Regions from separate parts of the Mus musculus genome. Here region 2 is linked to region 1. A link is a contact called in public promoter capture Hi-C data. All regions are on one chromosome and are shown on one strand. Each heading gives the region's core, a stretch centred on a gene start, on an enhancer-like site or on the middle of the called end of the contact. The rest is flanking DNA. Distances are from core to core; before and after follow the strand shown. Region 1 has its middle 27 kb from the start of Zfp395. Region 2 holds the start of Pnoc (prepronociceptin).

Evidence for each region. Promoter capture Hi-C pulls out the DNA fragments that hold promoters and counts their contacts.
Region 2: a contact with region 1 is called in a promoter capture Hi-C map of liver, with 2.4 times the contacts expected there. The contact joins the promoter of Pnoc here to the enhancer-like site in region 1. A contact is called at or near these places in 8 of 39 promoter capture datasets (the 3T3-L1 cell line, HPC-7-derived erythroid cells, embryonic stem cells and 3 more), 3 of 15 datasets of contacts at CTCF or cohesin (the NIH/3T3 cell line, large pre-B cells and pro-B cells), 18 of 484 Hi-C or Micro-C datasets (the G1E-ER4 cell line, the HL-1 cell line, the N1E-115 cell line and 8 more), 3 of 115 datasets of contacts at active chromatin or transcription factors (bone marrow-derived macrophages and embryonic stem cells) and 3 of 9 other capture datasets (adipose tissue, embryonic stem cells and pancreatic islet).

What each region holds. Positions count from the first base shown.
Region 1 is chr14:65,330,604-65,333,684 of GRCm38.p6, forward strand. No RefSeq gene overlaps it. Among named protein-coding and RNA genes, the nearest start is that of Zfp395, 27 kb to the right of the region's middle. Within about 2 kb of position 1,473, at least 185 of the 459 cell types and tissues checked have an H3K27ac peak or open chromatin away from gene starts, as enhancers often do. A contact at or near this core is called in the N1E-115 cell line, adipose tissue, bone marrow-derived macrophages and 7 more, where this site is marked.
Region 2 is chr14:65,424,203-65,426,982 of GRCm38.p6, forward strand. It overlaps Pnoc (prepronociceptin), which reads right to left and starts at 1,270. Exons shown (of 4, transcript NM_010932.2): 1 at 936-1,270.

The DNA.
Region 1 (3,081 bases), core at 223-2,722:
GTAAAGCTCTCTGTAGAGGTCACAGGTTGACTCTGTTATCATCTGTGTCAATCTCGAGCAGTTCCTCCAGTTACCTCTGTGTTCACAGCCTTGATTTCTTGGTTTTGCAGGCTATCTTCAGTTCGGAGTTGTTCAGTATTTCTTTGTGGTTAGACCCAGGCTTCCTTCTTTGAGACTGAAGTGTCACAGTGTTTACACCACCATTTCTTACTGTGTCCTCCCAGGCAACACACAGAGTCCACTCATCTCAAGACCTGTGGTTTCCATGATTTGACTAAGATTGTGTCTGTCAGGTTTCTCCAGGGTAAAGTCACCCCCTGTCCCCACCCACCCACCCACCCACCAACCCACACAAACGAACAAGTAACTACTGAAATAATTTGAAAGGTGGTAGAGAGACTGGCCTTACTGGTACCTGTATATTTACAAAGCATCTTATAATTAAAAGAGCTCCGGGCTCTGTCTACTTTTTTGCTCAAAGAAGAAAGGAAAGGAAGGAGGAAGAGGGTGGAGAAAGGGGGAAGAGGAGGGAAGGCAGACATTTGAGGGATACATAGCTCAGTTCTAGCACATTGGCTTAATATATGTACAGCCATGGGATCCTAGCACTTGAGGCCATGCCTGAGGGCCTGCGTTCAACCCATTTTGTAGAAGAAAGTCAAGTCCCACAGCAGACCTCCACAGCAGGTGTTCAGGTTTGATGGCAAGAAGCCTTTTCCACTGAGGCAGCCCCTTTCTGTGGGCACAGGGGTACGCTGATGGACACACACACACACCTCTGCGGCCAGGAAAAGGGTTTTTATGAATCAGGGCAGAGTGAGCCTTGTCAATGCTTCAGGGACAGGTGAAGAAAGGACCTTTGACTCCAGAAATGAGGCACAATAGAGAGAACATTTGTCCCTCATACCCTGCTTTCACTAATACCCACTTGAAGGTGGAAAACATACTGGCAAGGCTGACTTGCTGGCTCAGAGACAGGTGGCAGCGCCCCAGCCTTGGAGGATTCTGGGATTGGGTCCATGTTGTGCGGTCTCCTGCAAAGAACTCAGGTTCTGAGCAAGAGGCCCTTGCCTTGCATTTTGCACAGAGGACCCTACAAGTTGCCCAGTCGGCCCAGGGTGAAGGCATAGTGTGGACTACTCTTGGTCTGGGAATGTTTCTTACTGGCGCTGAGAGGATAGCTCAGTGGGATGGCGCTGAATGTTCTAGCAAGAGCCGGTGATAGAAGTGAAGGATGGGTTCAAGGCCTTCAGAAGGAAGGTTTGGCCTTGGGCTGAAAACAGAGTGAAGATAGAAACTGGCCAGGCAAGGGGGGTGGGGTGAGGGGTGGGGCAGCCCAGGAAAAGCAAAGCACGGAAGGAAACCTGGCGTGGTGCCCAGCCCCAAGGCCGCCTTGGGCGATTGGGTTCTGGTGGCCTGGGTGTCCCTGGCGGTCCGCACAGTCGCCCGCCTGTGGGCACAGGGAGGCGCCACAGTCGTGGCAAGGCCGCCTCTGAGGCCCTGTGTTGGCCCGATGTCCCCCGGCAGGGCGGGCCCGGAGCAGCGTAGGGGCCTCCGTGGACCCGGGCACGTCCGCGCTGCGCGCCCGCCTCCGGCGCGCTAAGGCTAGCCTGGCAGGGAGGGGCCTCCAGGAGGCTCCGTTTGAGGTGATCATGATGGGGCGATCGTGTTGCAAGCTTGGCCGAAGCTTGAGGTGGGGGAGTAGGGGTTGGGGGGGGGGGTGCGAAGCCTGCCTCACATTGGCTGCAGCTCAATGCAGGACCTCACACTGCTGGCCTCGCGCTGCCGGGGGTCATCGACCCCAGCCAGTGGAAGTAGGAGAATCTTTGGTCCACTGTGTGCAGAGGAACGCTAGAGACTCGCGTGACCCCGCCTGCCTCCCCTGAATCCCACCACTTCTTCAACTGCAGCCCCAAAGGGTCTGTGTGCCTAAAGGTCTTAAGCAATTTAAGATGGGCCCTGGAAAAAAATTCTCCTGATTCAGTGAACTGGAAAGGAAGCAGGTTTGGGAACACTTTCAACCTTGACCACCACCTTAGAAAGTAATAGATAGCAGGGCGTGGTGGCGCACGCCTTTAAACCCAGCACTCGGGAGGCAGAGGCAGGTGGGCGGATTTCTGAGTTCGAGGCCAGCCTGGTCTACGAAGTGAGTTTCAGGACAGCCAGGGCTATACAGAGAAATCCTGTCTCGAAAAGCCAAAAAAAAAAAAAAAAAAAAGTAATGGCTTACCAGTATAAACTGGCAAACACGAAAATGTGTAAATAATTAGATTCCTCCCTAAATAAAGCACTCAGAATCCTACAGCCCCAAATCAAATTCTTCATATACTGGAATGTTTCATGTTTTGACATGTCTTGTTTTCTTTACAAGCCTGATAATTCTGCATAAATCATTTACTATCTTGCTTTTAAACTATTTTTGATTAATTTGTCAATGGAGGGGTGGCTTGTGCGGAGGTGATAGGTAACTTTCAGGAGTTGATCCCCTTTTAGCCAAGACTCAGCTTGATCAGGCTTGGGGGCAAGCACCTCTTCTAGCTGAGACATCTGGAGACCCTCCTCTCCCCTGACTTTGGAGTAATTCTCCTGCCTCAATTTTCTAAGTACTGGGCTCACAAGCACCAGCCAGTTCACACCTAGCTTTGCTTTTTTGTGCTTACCGCTCTCACATCTTCCATTTCTTTAAACACATCCTAAAATATGGGTAATGGTTCTATGCTAACATTGTGCAGAAAGACTCAGTGGATTTACTGTCCCTTGACTGCTTAGCTGTGTTGCTGTGGATACCAGGCTTTTTGTAGGTCCCAAACATTTCCTTCTTTGCCTCATTAAAAAAAAAGAAAGAAACAAAAAAGGAAAAACAAAAACAAACAAAAAAAAACATTTAAACTCCTGTGGTCTGACTACGGTGACCTTTGACCAGTTCTTATTTTTCAGTTTTCCAGACATTGTCTATTCTCCTTAAGCGTCAGAATTGTATCACTAAATCAGTACTTTGAAGAGCCCAAGAGGGAGACAGTATACAGTGTTTCCCCAGGGCCCCCAAGTGTAGGCCTTGATTCCAGTTAGACTCCCTCCCAG
Region 2 (2,780 bases), core at 20-2,519, 93 kb after region 1:
TTTAAATAGCCCCCTTTTCCGAATCATCCTGCCTTACTTGAAATCCCCCCACCCCCGAACTTCTCCAAGTTCAAAAGGAGATGGGGGAGAGAAGGGGATGAGTAGAGAAGGGAGGGGAAAGAAATACACAAAGAGAGGAGGAGGAGGAGGAGGAGGAGGAGGAGGAGGAGGAGGAGGAGGCTGAGAGAAAGCAGTGCTAGTTCAGATTCCCTGACCTGGGAGAGTTCCATGCAATCTGGGCAGAGACCTTTTAGGTGGGACAGACGAGCAGTGGGGAGAAAGATGTCAAGGAAGAGAGGATACCTGGGAACAACCCAGGATCCAGAGGACCAAGGTCATGCCTTTAAAAAAACGACCACGAAAATCACCCTGCCGGCTACTGACTGCATTCAGCCATGGACTCAGGTGAAGCTCAGCCTTTGGATCTGTCTTTCCCCACATTATTGACAATTTCCATTAAGGTGTAAGAGAACCAGAATGACATCAGATTCAATGACACCAGACGACAGTTTGCACAAAGGGCAGGAAGCCACAGAACAAAAATCCGACATAAGGTGTGCTCCAGGGGCTTCCCAGGGCTCCTCTGAATGGCAAGCCCCCTCCCAGTGTCCACCCTCTCGCCCGCAGCCACCTCTTCCATGTGTATCCGTCACCCAGTAGCGGCCACAACTGGGGAAGCAAAACTTTTCCTCATTTCCAAGTTCAGCTTTCTTTCGCATTTCTCTTTGAGACTAGCCAGCCCTCAGCCCTCCCCCTTCTCCACCATCGGAACACTGAGAAGATGAATGAAGCCACAATCTCACAAGAGGCCAGCAAGCAGCCACAGTGGACAAAAGACAGGGGTGGAGGAGCTGCCCAGACTGCCCTGCTCTCCGGAGAGGCTCTGGGCAGATACTGTCGACCGGCTGGTTGCTGGGGCCACATGCATTGCCTACCTGACGCTGTCCGTTTCAGGGTTCTCTCAGATGTGAGGCTTGTTCCTCTGTGTCAGCCACACCAGCATATATATCCTCCCCCCACGCACAGCCCTCCCCTTCCCTGCCTACCTCGATGATGACACATGCCTACGCTGACCCCCTTCATCAACCAAACAGCCCAACTACAATCCTGCCTGCCTGGCCCCCTCCCCTGCTCCGCGTTCAGACTTGTGACATGCCAGCCTCCCATCAACGCAGCCTCTAGCCTGTTTTCACCTGGACTCCCGATCAGCTAGGATCCCTCAGCTGCCTCTCCGGCTGCTTTCAGAGCCACTGTGAGGATGGCCAGCCTAGGGAGAGCTGGCAAGTCACTCAGAAAAACAGACTCCTGGTGACAAGGGATAAGGCAGACCCCAAAACCTGGAGTCTTCTCCAATAACCTCTCCGCCTGAGGAGTGAGGATCAGGCAGCACACAGGAGGGAGGGGGAACTCACGCCCAGCTCCCACTGGCTCAGCTGAGACCCCTCCTAATGTCCTGGCCCCATTGGGGTGGCAAGGGCTAGGCCACACCGGGGTGATTCTGGAAGCATTTTCCACAGGTGCTCACAGCGCGGCACAGTATAGATCAGAGCACAAGCTCGGCAGGGGCTTTGAGACTGCAGCTTTCTCCTTTGCAGCAGGTGCATGTCCGGTGGGCCTCAGGTTCCCTTCTGTAGAATGGGTGCACCAACTCCCAAGACGGGAGTGGAGCGATGAGATTCTGTTTGTGTTTGGGACGCAGAGGCCTTTATTAAATGCTAGTGCCACATTCTCTCCTATCTCACCATCTTTTTCCTGTAATCGGTGCTACCTGAAGTCTCACATTGGTATCTGGGAGGTTTCCAAGCTGCCGCTGCACCTTAGGATGTTGCAGGCTGCTGAAGATGCCCCAGCCCTTGTTGTGGAACCCAAATCTTCTTCTTAGCCCAGGCAGGGAGTGGCCTGCGGACAGGTGGCACCCAGGCAGCTGGAGTCCCAGTGCTCAGAGTGTACCCCATCTCTGAGGATCTCCCTTCCCTGCCCCTGGGAGAACTGCACCAGGACCCTGTTCTTCATTTTCCTAAGATTTGAAACATTCCAGAATGCAAGGCTTTCATCATCTGAGGAGAGCAAGCACCTGTTCAGGTGGCAAGTCTAGTTCTTGGTAGACTGGGGACTGGGCAGAGGAGGGTTCAGGGAAGCACCTGCCCTGGCTACTGATGGGTACAGAGTTTCTTTTAAGTGTGATGAAAGAGTTATTTAGAATGGTGAATTTTGTCCTTGTAGGAATTCTATCTCAACAAAAAGTGAACAGCAAACACTTGCCCAGGTTAAGAACAAGCCCTGAAAACGAAATTCCTACTCACACATGTTCCTAGTGAAAAGGCCCAGGGAACCAGCATGCCCACTTGGCACAGAGCTCTCTGAGGTCCACGTGGTCACTACGGTCAAAGCAGCCAGTACACGCTTTCTGCATGACATGGGGCGTGGAGAGATAGTTATGCACCCTGCTGGTCCTGGGTATGGAGCCTCATCTTGTACACGCTGTGGTAGCTCTTGCTGGGTGGCTGCCCAATATTTTCCATCCCTTGTTATTCTTTATAGAGCCATGTCTTTGATTTTACTTAAAGTGACAGTGTACTCAGCTAAAACCCTGTATTTTCCTAGCCTTTTGTGTAGCTCGAGTCACCAAAAGTCATGCTGCTGGTTTTTAGGTTTGGATTTTGAGGAAGGTCTTTTAAAGATCTCAACTCAGCTAACAGAGGCTTGTGTGTTCCCTCCCTCAAGCTTATCTCCTGGAGCACACGCGTGATGGCTGGAGTTCTAGCTGCTCTCTTGGATCT